Regions from separate parts of the Mus musculus genome. Here all the other regions are linked to region 2. Evidence: chromatin contacts called from public HiChIP or PLAC-seq data. All regions are on one chromosome and are shown on one strand. Each heading gives the region's core, a stretch centred on a gene start, on an enhancer-like site or on the middle of the called end of the contact. The rest is flanking DNA. Distances are from core to core; before and after follow the strand shown.

What was found. HiChIP or PLAC-seq counts read pairs in DNA pulled down with a chosen protein or histone mark.
Region 1: a contact with region 2 is called in an H3K27ac HiChIP or PLAC-seq map of regulatory T cells, with 5 times the contacts expected there. The contact joins two enhancer-like sites. A contact is called at or near these places in 2 of 15 datasets of contacts at CTCF or cohesin (CD8 T cells and pro-B cells), 10 of 484 Hi-C or Micro-C datasets (the AML12 cell line, B cells, the Ba/F3 cell line and 7 more) and 3 of 115 datasets of contacts at active chromatin or transcription factors (CD8 T cells, a beta-TC-6 cell line and regulatory T cells).
Region 3: a Foxp3 HiChIP or PLAC-seq map of regulatory T cells shows a contact between it and region 2, with 4 times the contacts expected there. The contact joins two enhancer-like sites. A contact is called at or near these places in 2 of 15 datasets of contacts at CTCF or cohesin (CD8 T cells and pro-B cells), 9 of 484 Hi-C or Micro-C datasets (the Ba/F3 cell line, CD4 T cells, CD8 T cells and 5 more) and 2 of 115 datasets of contacts at active chromatin or transcription factors (CD8 T cells and regulatory T cells).

Annotation. Positions count from the first base shown.
Region 1 is chr8:81,810,819-81,813,518 of GRCm38.p6, forward strand. The region is part of intron 7 of Inpp4b (inositol polyphosphate-4-phosphatase, type II); the gene reads left to right. Among named protein-coding and RNA genes, the nearest start is that of Gm25267, 340 kb to the right of the region's middle. Within about 2 kb of position 1,358, at least 48 of the 459 cell types and tissues checked have an H3K27ac peak or open chromatin away from gene starts, as enhancers often do. A contact at or near this core is called in regulatory T cells, where this site is marked.
Region 2 is chr8:81,613,558-81,616,263 of GRCm38.p6, forward strand. The region is part of intron 2 of Inpp4b (inositol polyphosphate-4-phosphatase, type II); the gene reads left to right. Among named protein-coding and RNA genes, the nearest start is that of Gm51582, 270 kb to the left of the region's middle. Within about 2 kb of position 1,259, at least 18 of the 459 cell types and tissues checked have an H3K27ac peak or open chromatin away from gene starts, as enhancers often do. A contact at or near this core is called in regulatory T cells, where this site is marked.
Region 3 is chr8:81,477,829-81,480,560 of GRCm38.p6, forward strand. The region is part of intron 2 of Inpp4b (inositol polyphosphate-4-phosphatase, type II); the gene reads left to right. Among named protein-coding and RNA genes, the nearest start is that of Gm51582, 140 kb to the left of the region's middle. Within about 2 kb of position 1,288, at least 6 of the 459 cell types and tissues checked have an H3K27ac peak or open chromatin away from gene starts, as enhancers often do. A contact at or near this core is called in regulatory T cells, where this site is marked.

The sequences.
Region 1 (2,700 bases), core at 108-2,607, 200 kb after region 2:
ACCACACTACCTATCTGAATACAGTATTTAAAGGAATCATTTATTATGCCAGAAGCTCCTGTGGCTCTAGAAAATGTCAAATGAGCCCTTTAAATTGACATTGAGGTCCCAGGCAACAGAAGGGAGACAACAGGAAACACTACCAACACTTGGACTTTGGAAGGAAATGACCAGTGGAGTTGGCTTTAACTGATATCCAATGAGTGTTGGCAGTAACCCTGGCTGAGGCCTGAGAGCAAAGACTTCACATAGGGAGCAGGAAAGGCTGGCCCAGGGGTGGCCCTAGCAGGTTTGGAATAGTGCTGCAGCGCTGGAAATACTGCCAGGTGGTCTCAGCGCCACTGCAGGGAGGACAGGCAGAAGGGTGATCAGTGAGAGAGAGAGACAGCATCTTTCAGTGTTTACAGACGTTCCCTATTAAGAAAGCCTAAAGAAGAAACAGTTGTGACAGTGGAAACATAATCTGGGGAGTCTCAGGCCCTTCTTTCCATTCTGGACTTGGAGCTTAGATTGAGAAGATTGGTAAAATGCTTTGCAACAAGAAATGCAAATTTAATCTTGAGAGTAAAACCATAATTTTGTAAGCATTAACATTCTAGCTCTCTTAAATCTTGAAAAAATAACAGTGGAATAGGTATTCTTAAATGACTTCAATGTTGTCAGAAAGGTTCCCAATAGTACTTAACCAGTGTTTACATCACATGAGGTCTACTCATGGTTGAGGCTCAATGGCTTGTGAGTAATATGCTTATTTTGCTATTATAAAGTAGTGATAAATACATTAATGAGGGTGTAACAGTTATGGAAAATATTTTATAATACCAGATTGATAGAGTGATTTCTATATTCCTTTTTACTCCCATGCATTTTCTTCAAAGACATTGTAAGAAATTATTGAATATTTTCAGAAACTATTAATGATATAAAGAAGCCTGTGCTTCACATGTTTTAGAGAACTGGTCTTTTGTCTCTGTAAGAGATAAGAACCAATCCCTGTGACTGCTAGTCTAAATCTTGCTGTCTTTCTAAGTAGTTTGATGATAGTCCTTTGACTCAGCTAAAGATCTGCAGGATCGTGTGGTGCTAAATTGCTATGAAAAAGTAGATCTGGATTCCTAGCAACCTTGCTTACAGGGAGAGAGAAAGAGAGGAGGGAAGGTGGATGGAGGGAGGGAGGGAGGGAAGGAGGGAGGGTGGAGGGAGGGAAACTGTGAAAATAACATCCCTTTTTACAATAGATTTCTTTTTCCTTTGATTTGGGAAATGGTCCTGCAATGTTCCTTTCATCTTCTGTGCTGGTCATTCTTGTTGTCTGGGATTACCTCCACTAAGAGGCCTGTCTTCTGTGATGTCGGAGTTTCTATTGAAATAAAGATATGTAGCTGATAATTGACTGGGAGTTAATTTATTTAAACACAGATTGTAAACAAGTGGCTATCGCCATGACGATCTTGGCTACTAGACAGAGTATGCAGCTAAGCTAATAAACAGACAAATGTAGCAGGAGTCTGGCAGGGAAACAACAAATCTTTCTTGCTGAAGGGAAGAAGTTGTAAAAAAAAATTGAAAAAATAAAATAAAAAACCCTGGAAAACTCACAGCTGCTCCACTCCTGATGCTGGCAAGGCTGAGAGCTAAATACCAGCTTCTTCAGCAACCCTTCAGTTTGCAGCATCCCCAGGCTGTGAATGTTTTTTAGCCCCTTTGAGCACCAACAGAGTAGCTTTGCCTGGGAGGAGGCAGTGAAGAGAACTCTGGGGGCTCAGGGGACAATATGGCTTTACTCTGGTGACCTGCTGTGGCCTTACAGGGAACTGCTCTTTTGTGGATTCCTTACTAGAGATATTTTAGGCATAGCTGTCCTGAGTCAGGCCACTTCTGGTCTGCAGGCAGGAAGTATTACTGCTTGAATTAGCCCATCATCAAACTCCTGTTTAGAAAGATGAAGTTAGTTCTTATATTCTAGATTGACACTTGTGAATTATTTGAACAGGGCCCTGGCTCATTGGGGAAAAAAAAATGTGTCTCTTATGCCTAACATTCTGGGTTAACCCCAGTATTGCAAAGGAAAGTAAGAAAGAGATAGATATTCAAAAGGCCTTCCATCTACTGATTCCATGCTTCTCCTCCATCATTCTCTGCTGGTGATGGATGCAAACCTGATTTTAACTCCTAATTGATTACTAATCTGATTTATCCTGTAAAGGAAAATATTTCAGAAATACCTTTTTTTTGATCAAACCTTATCTTGGCACATCTGTATGCTAATGCCTTGAGTTCTTTAAGTAGGTGAATATTGCCACGTTATTTTCACCTTCAGTCAAAACAATTAATAGAAAATAATTGACTTATGATTGATGAATGTACAGACTTTCTGGTATCCCCTCGGGAAACAGGGGTAGGGTGGGTCTCAACCCTCTGCTGTATCATAAGCTAAGACTTCAGGATGGAAGACTATTATTCCCAAGATGGACCTAAGAGTATCTTTGCTTTCCATGGTCTTTTACAGTCACATAATTGTGCCTGTTGCTTCATAATTAAAGGACAGCATTTGGAGTTATGGTGTTTCTCATGTCCTGTTAACCTTCTCAGAATCACAGGTCTCTGTACCCTCCATGTCAAATTAAGGGATGAAATTTCAGACTTCTTCCTGGGTTCATTTGCCCAAGAGTGAGTCCAAGTTCGAATTTTCCATTTCTC
Region 2 (2,706 bases), core at 9-2,508:
TGAGATGCCCTAGTTATAGAGAGGTGACCCAGAAAACAAGGACAGGATGTACCTGAACCAAAGACATTTCTAGATCAGATTAGAGTGGAACAAGAAGAATAATCTTTGTCCCTCTTGGAAATTACACCCTTTTCTACTTATAGATGAGTGGACAAAACGTTCCTCTAGCCAGCTGAAGATCTGGTTGCTGATGGTGTCTTGTCTTTCAATTGTGAGGTGGCAAAGTGTCAAGGTTTCTTTTCTATACTCTATTAGTTTCTTTTCTTAATTCAGATAAAGAACTTAAGGAAGAAAGGTGATATTTTTGATTCACAATTAGATGACACGGTCCACGGTGACAGGTGACACATGATCAGGAAAGTATTTTGGTGCTGGGTGCAATATCTGTGGCAGCAGGCATATGAGGCACTTGGTTGCATCACATCCTTACAAGAAGTGCAGAGAGAATGCACTCCTTTCATTTTTCTCTTCTCTTTGTGTACGATTGTATTGTATAGTGTGGAGACACCACACTACAGTCCAGGGAAAAGAGGTGTCTTCCACCTCAGTCAAAATTCCCTACAAACATCTTCATAGAAGTACTTGAAAATTGATCTCCTAGGTGATTCCAAATTCTGCCAAATTGACAATCAAAATTTTACTAACATCAAGCTAGAGAGCCAGTGGCTCAGTGGACAAGAGTACATTTGTTCCTGAAAAGGACCCAAGTTCAGTCCTGAGCACCCATGTCAAATGATTCATAATTGTGTGTGACTCTTGCTCTAGGGGATCTGATGCCCCCTTCTGGTCCCATGGCACCTGTACTCATATTTGTAAACACCCCAACCCCATTCCAGGCATACATACATAATCAAAATTAAAAATAAATCTTAAGATTAACCATCAACTTTATCCAACAATTTACAGAGCAATAACAACCTGTTCTACACTAACGTCTTTATATCCTCATTAGCCACCAAAAGCTAAATACTTTTCATTGTTGCTGAATAAGAAATGTTTGTGATTACATGTGTGTGGGCATACAAATGTACATATGCTGCTTGTAGGCAGAACATGGGAACACTTTTAAGTTTTATTCCACTACTCTTAAAATCCTTACCCAACTGAAGTTGGCCTTGGAGTCTATATAAATGAGCTGTAAAATACTAGTTTACAGCTGTTCAGTGTCTAATAAATATAGAGACAGACTGCGCTGTTCTCAGACTTTGCAGACTCCCCCTCCAGAACATCTTTGGGTGAACCCCTCCTCTTCAAGCCACAGCTGCTGTCTTTACAAGCATGCTTGCACCTGGGCTGCTGAAGTAGCTCCCTAAGCATGATACCCTTGCCAGCACTTTGTCAGCCCCCTGTTCCTCTTTCACAGTGTGCCAGAGCATGCTGGGGGATTCCTTTCCTGTAAGGATGTAGGCATCATCTGCAGGCTGAACTCCTAACCCATTCGCCACCTATTGTCTTTAGCTTGAGATGAAGCCATTCTGTTGCTTGCTATTTGGATCCTGAATGTATTTTACCTCGAATCATTCTCAGAAGAGATGTTCAGTTCTCCAGTGATTCTAAAGTATTATTCAAATGGTTATTCAAAGCACACCCACCTGTAATAGCCCCTTCCTTCAGCTACACTTACAGCTTAGGCAAAAGAAATGACAGGGTCCCTTGAGAGTGCAAAGATTCCAGGGGATTAACAGGTTCTGAAACTCTCAGTGGGGGAGTGGGAGGAGGCTTTTGAATTTCTAGAAAGAAAAAAAAATGAACGTTGTTAATGTTAGTATGTTGTTAGAGCATGCAGGGCGGGGAGTAGGGAGATAAGGTGCATTTAGTTAAGTAGTACCTATTCTACAAGTGGGGGATGTGCTACCACTAGCCCACTGATACGTGGAAGTCTAGAAAACTGGATGGGATTATTGATGGAGATGATGGAAAAGAAATGATTTGAAACTCTTTGTTAGGCAGTGCTTCTAAGACTTAGGAATCGTTGACTAGGAGGGAGGAATAGAGGACAAAGGTCTCACTTTGTGTTTTAGCCAATGCAGTTGGGCTTGTGGTACTCCCCCTTGCCGAGGAGGGAAGCTCAAAAACAGTGTGGAGGAAGACAGCTCAGCATGGCCTTCTCTATGTCAGACCTCAGGCAGGCCTATGGACAAGTGGTTTGAGAGTCAGTTTGGGGAAATACAAATGAAGAAGTGATGAAATGAAGTGGAGGCAGGAAAGCTGGTGATAAAAGGAATCACTATCTTAGCTTCTGCCTTGTGTGAACCCTAGACACCAGAATAGAACATGTGATGCAAAGCTTTTCCTCTTGAAGGGAAGCAGGCATGGGTATTGTTCTCTAGTTTGGCCTTGCATGTGTATAGTTGACTAGTAGACACCATCACTGTGTTCCTTTGTCTGGCCAAGTTGACTGAACATTGAAGCTGCCAATGGTCGAGGGTGGTCTCTATGCCAAGAGATGCAAATACTAGCAGTTGGAACTTGGGGCTATGAACTGAAATAACAAAGTCAGTAAAATATGCATGGGACACAGACAAAGGTGGAGACAGCAATTGTTAGCTTGGTTTTCGTATCTACTGCAATTGATCTGATCTTTTATATACTCACATTGGGATGCTGGGTTGTATATATGAACAGACTGCAATGAGGTCCCTGCTGAGTCTAAGCGATGATGAAGCAGATGCTGTCACCTATGGAAGAAACTATGAGGAACAAACT
Region 3 (2,732 bases), core at 38-2,537, 140 kb before region 2:
ATTTATAAATTCACGGGTGGGACATACTTTGGGCCCTAGGAAGATGGCCAATCTTGTCACCCATTGTTGTGGGCCACACTGCATTTGTCATTGTGTGTGCCACACTGCACATGTTGTTGATGAAATGTCTAACCTGAGTTACTCAGAAAAGTTACTTTGGACTAAGAGAAAAGTCAGTGTCTTTTGTGACCTTTTCCTGTTTTACATCTTACACAAAAATTAATAAAAGTAAATAGTTATGTATTAATTTATTAATTTAATTTTTACCTGCTGTGTTCCCAAGTGCTGTAGTGCTGTAGCAGAAAAGTGCATCTAGAAATAGAGTGTCTTTCTTTTGTTACACATTCTTATATACACATACACACACACACAATTGTTGCATCTGATAGAAATTATCTGTAGGGTCTTGGTTAATGTCATAATCATTTCAGTTTCTTTTGTGTTTTCTGTCTCATCATCCATGTGGATACTAGAGACCCTTGAAGAAGCCCTGTCCTACCATGCACAAGTGTCATATATCTGATCCTCTGGGATCATGTGTGGCAGTTTCATGGCCATTTTGGGTGTGCCAGCATTTGAATGTGGAGTGAGATTTAACACACCCTGCTCGATGGTAGACAAGGCTTCTACGTTATGTAAACACTGAATGTCAAACCTGGGTCTTTGAGAAGTTGGGATAAAATAAAACCTATTGAGGTTAAAGTAGATTTATTATGAGTTGGGGTTCCCATTGCCAATATCCAGAAAAAGACTAAGGAGATTTGAAGGAATTGGTTTTCTTAAGGGTTAACAGACATGGTAGTTTTAATTTATTCAATATTGAGGGACTAGTCATGAAGGAGACTCAATTGACTGAAAATTAAATACCTGGACTGAAATTAATAGTTTGTAATTCAGTTCTTCCATATATATGTATACGTATGTATGTGTGTATGTGTGTATGTATGCATGTATGTATGTATGCATGTATTATACACTATGCATAGTCTGTATCATCTCTCTTTAAGCGCATTAAGCATTTAAACATCATGCCACTAGGTGTCAGCAGTAATCTCCTAGGGTTTCCGTGACCCTTGTCACAAAAAGGAACTTTATTAGAACATCATATTTGAAAACAACACTTATCTCATAATTTTAATGAAATATAAAAGTAGAATTGTAAAGATATAAAGTCTTATGAGATTATTTTATGCTTGTTTCTGCTCAAAGTTACTGTACCCTTCCTCTTGGTGTTTCTTATTTCAATATACTTGTAAGGTCTGCACATCTTCTCAGAAAGTGTACTTGATGTTACACCCTCCATTTCCACAGGTGTGCCCTGTGGTGCATACATTATGTATTGCATAAGCATTGGCTCTTTGGATTTTTATTTTCATTGTCATTGCAGATGTGTGTTTTGTAGCTACCAAATCTCAGAAGAGAGTGTGGCATTAATTTTTGAATACCAATACCTGTACCCTGCTCATTTACTAATGCCTAAGATATTCAGAATCTGTTTTGTTATTGCATGGAACTCAGAACATTTAGGAAGACAACACACTAATTGTGAATGCTTTCTCACCAATTGACAAAACAGCATGGAGATAGGAAAACTATATGTTCTGTGAATTGCAATCCACAATTTAGGCCTTAACAAGGTAGGTAAATATTTATAGACGTTAATAACAAACTATAGCTTGTCAGTGTTCAATGGATGGAATTTATTTGTTGATGCAGTTCTTATCTGGTTAGATTACTTCACATTAGGAGGACTCAGTCTAATCTTTTGGATTTTTGGTGCTAGGATCCTATCCTGAATGACTGTCTATCAACCAAATACCAAGCAGTTTTTATAAATAGTAAAAAAAAAAATAGACTTCTTTCCATCTCTCTTGTTCAGAAAATTTTTGATGTAAGTTGCATTTAAAAACATTTCAACAAAGGCTGTTAAAAGAATATAAAGAGAATTTCTCCCTCAAAGAAAATTCTAACAATGACTCTTCTAATATAAAGTTGCCTCTGCTTCATCCTGAAGTTATTCATTTGTGAGTTTTTAATTTAACTTGTAAGAGAAACATCAAGTTTACTGGAGTTTCGTATCCATTTTAGTAGTAGTAGAAGACTGTGCCGAGATTTTCCCCAACACCGAGGCTGTTAGTTTTAATTATATTCACAGGTGATGAAATCATGCTCCAATTATTTGACCCATGAAATGACCCCACCAGGACTTGATACAGGGGGCAAGTGCTGTGGATACATGAGAAGCACATCATTAGCCAACCTTGAACCTGGGGCCGAAGTGTGCAGCTTACTGGCTCTGTAATGGCCCTAAACCGTGATTCCCCTATTTAATCCCTTAAAAGAGGTCATTGCTGAGATCTGATAGGGCATCTATCATCCATCTGTCTGCTCATGACGTAGATGGAATAGAGATACTGCCAATTTCAACCTAGCTCCACAGTATGCTAACTCTTGCTTCATATCCATGTACATATTTCTCCTTTTTAATTGTAACTCATTATTGAGACTGTATGGCTACATCTTTTCTTGTTATGTATGGCAATTTAGTGCATGTATGCAGTATATTATAATTTAATACAATTGATTTCTTCATTCCTCGTTTTTATGTGTTGGGAATTTCATGTCCTGTGGTCATTGTGAAGTGTGTCCTATGATGTTTATTCATTGGTATCTCTACAATGATAAACAAAATTAGGGACTCCTACACCATAGCTGGACTCCGGTGTCTTTAT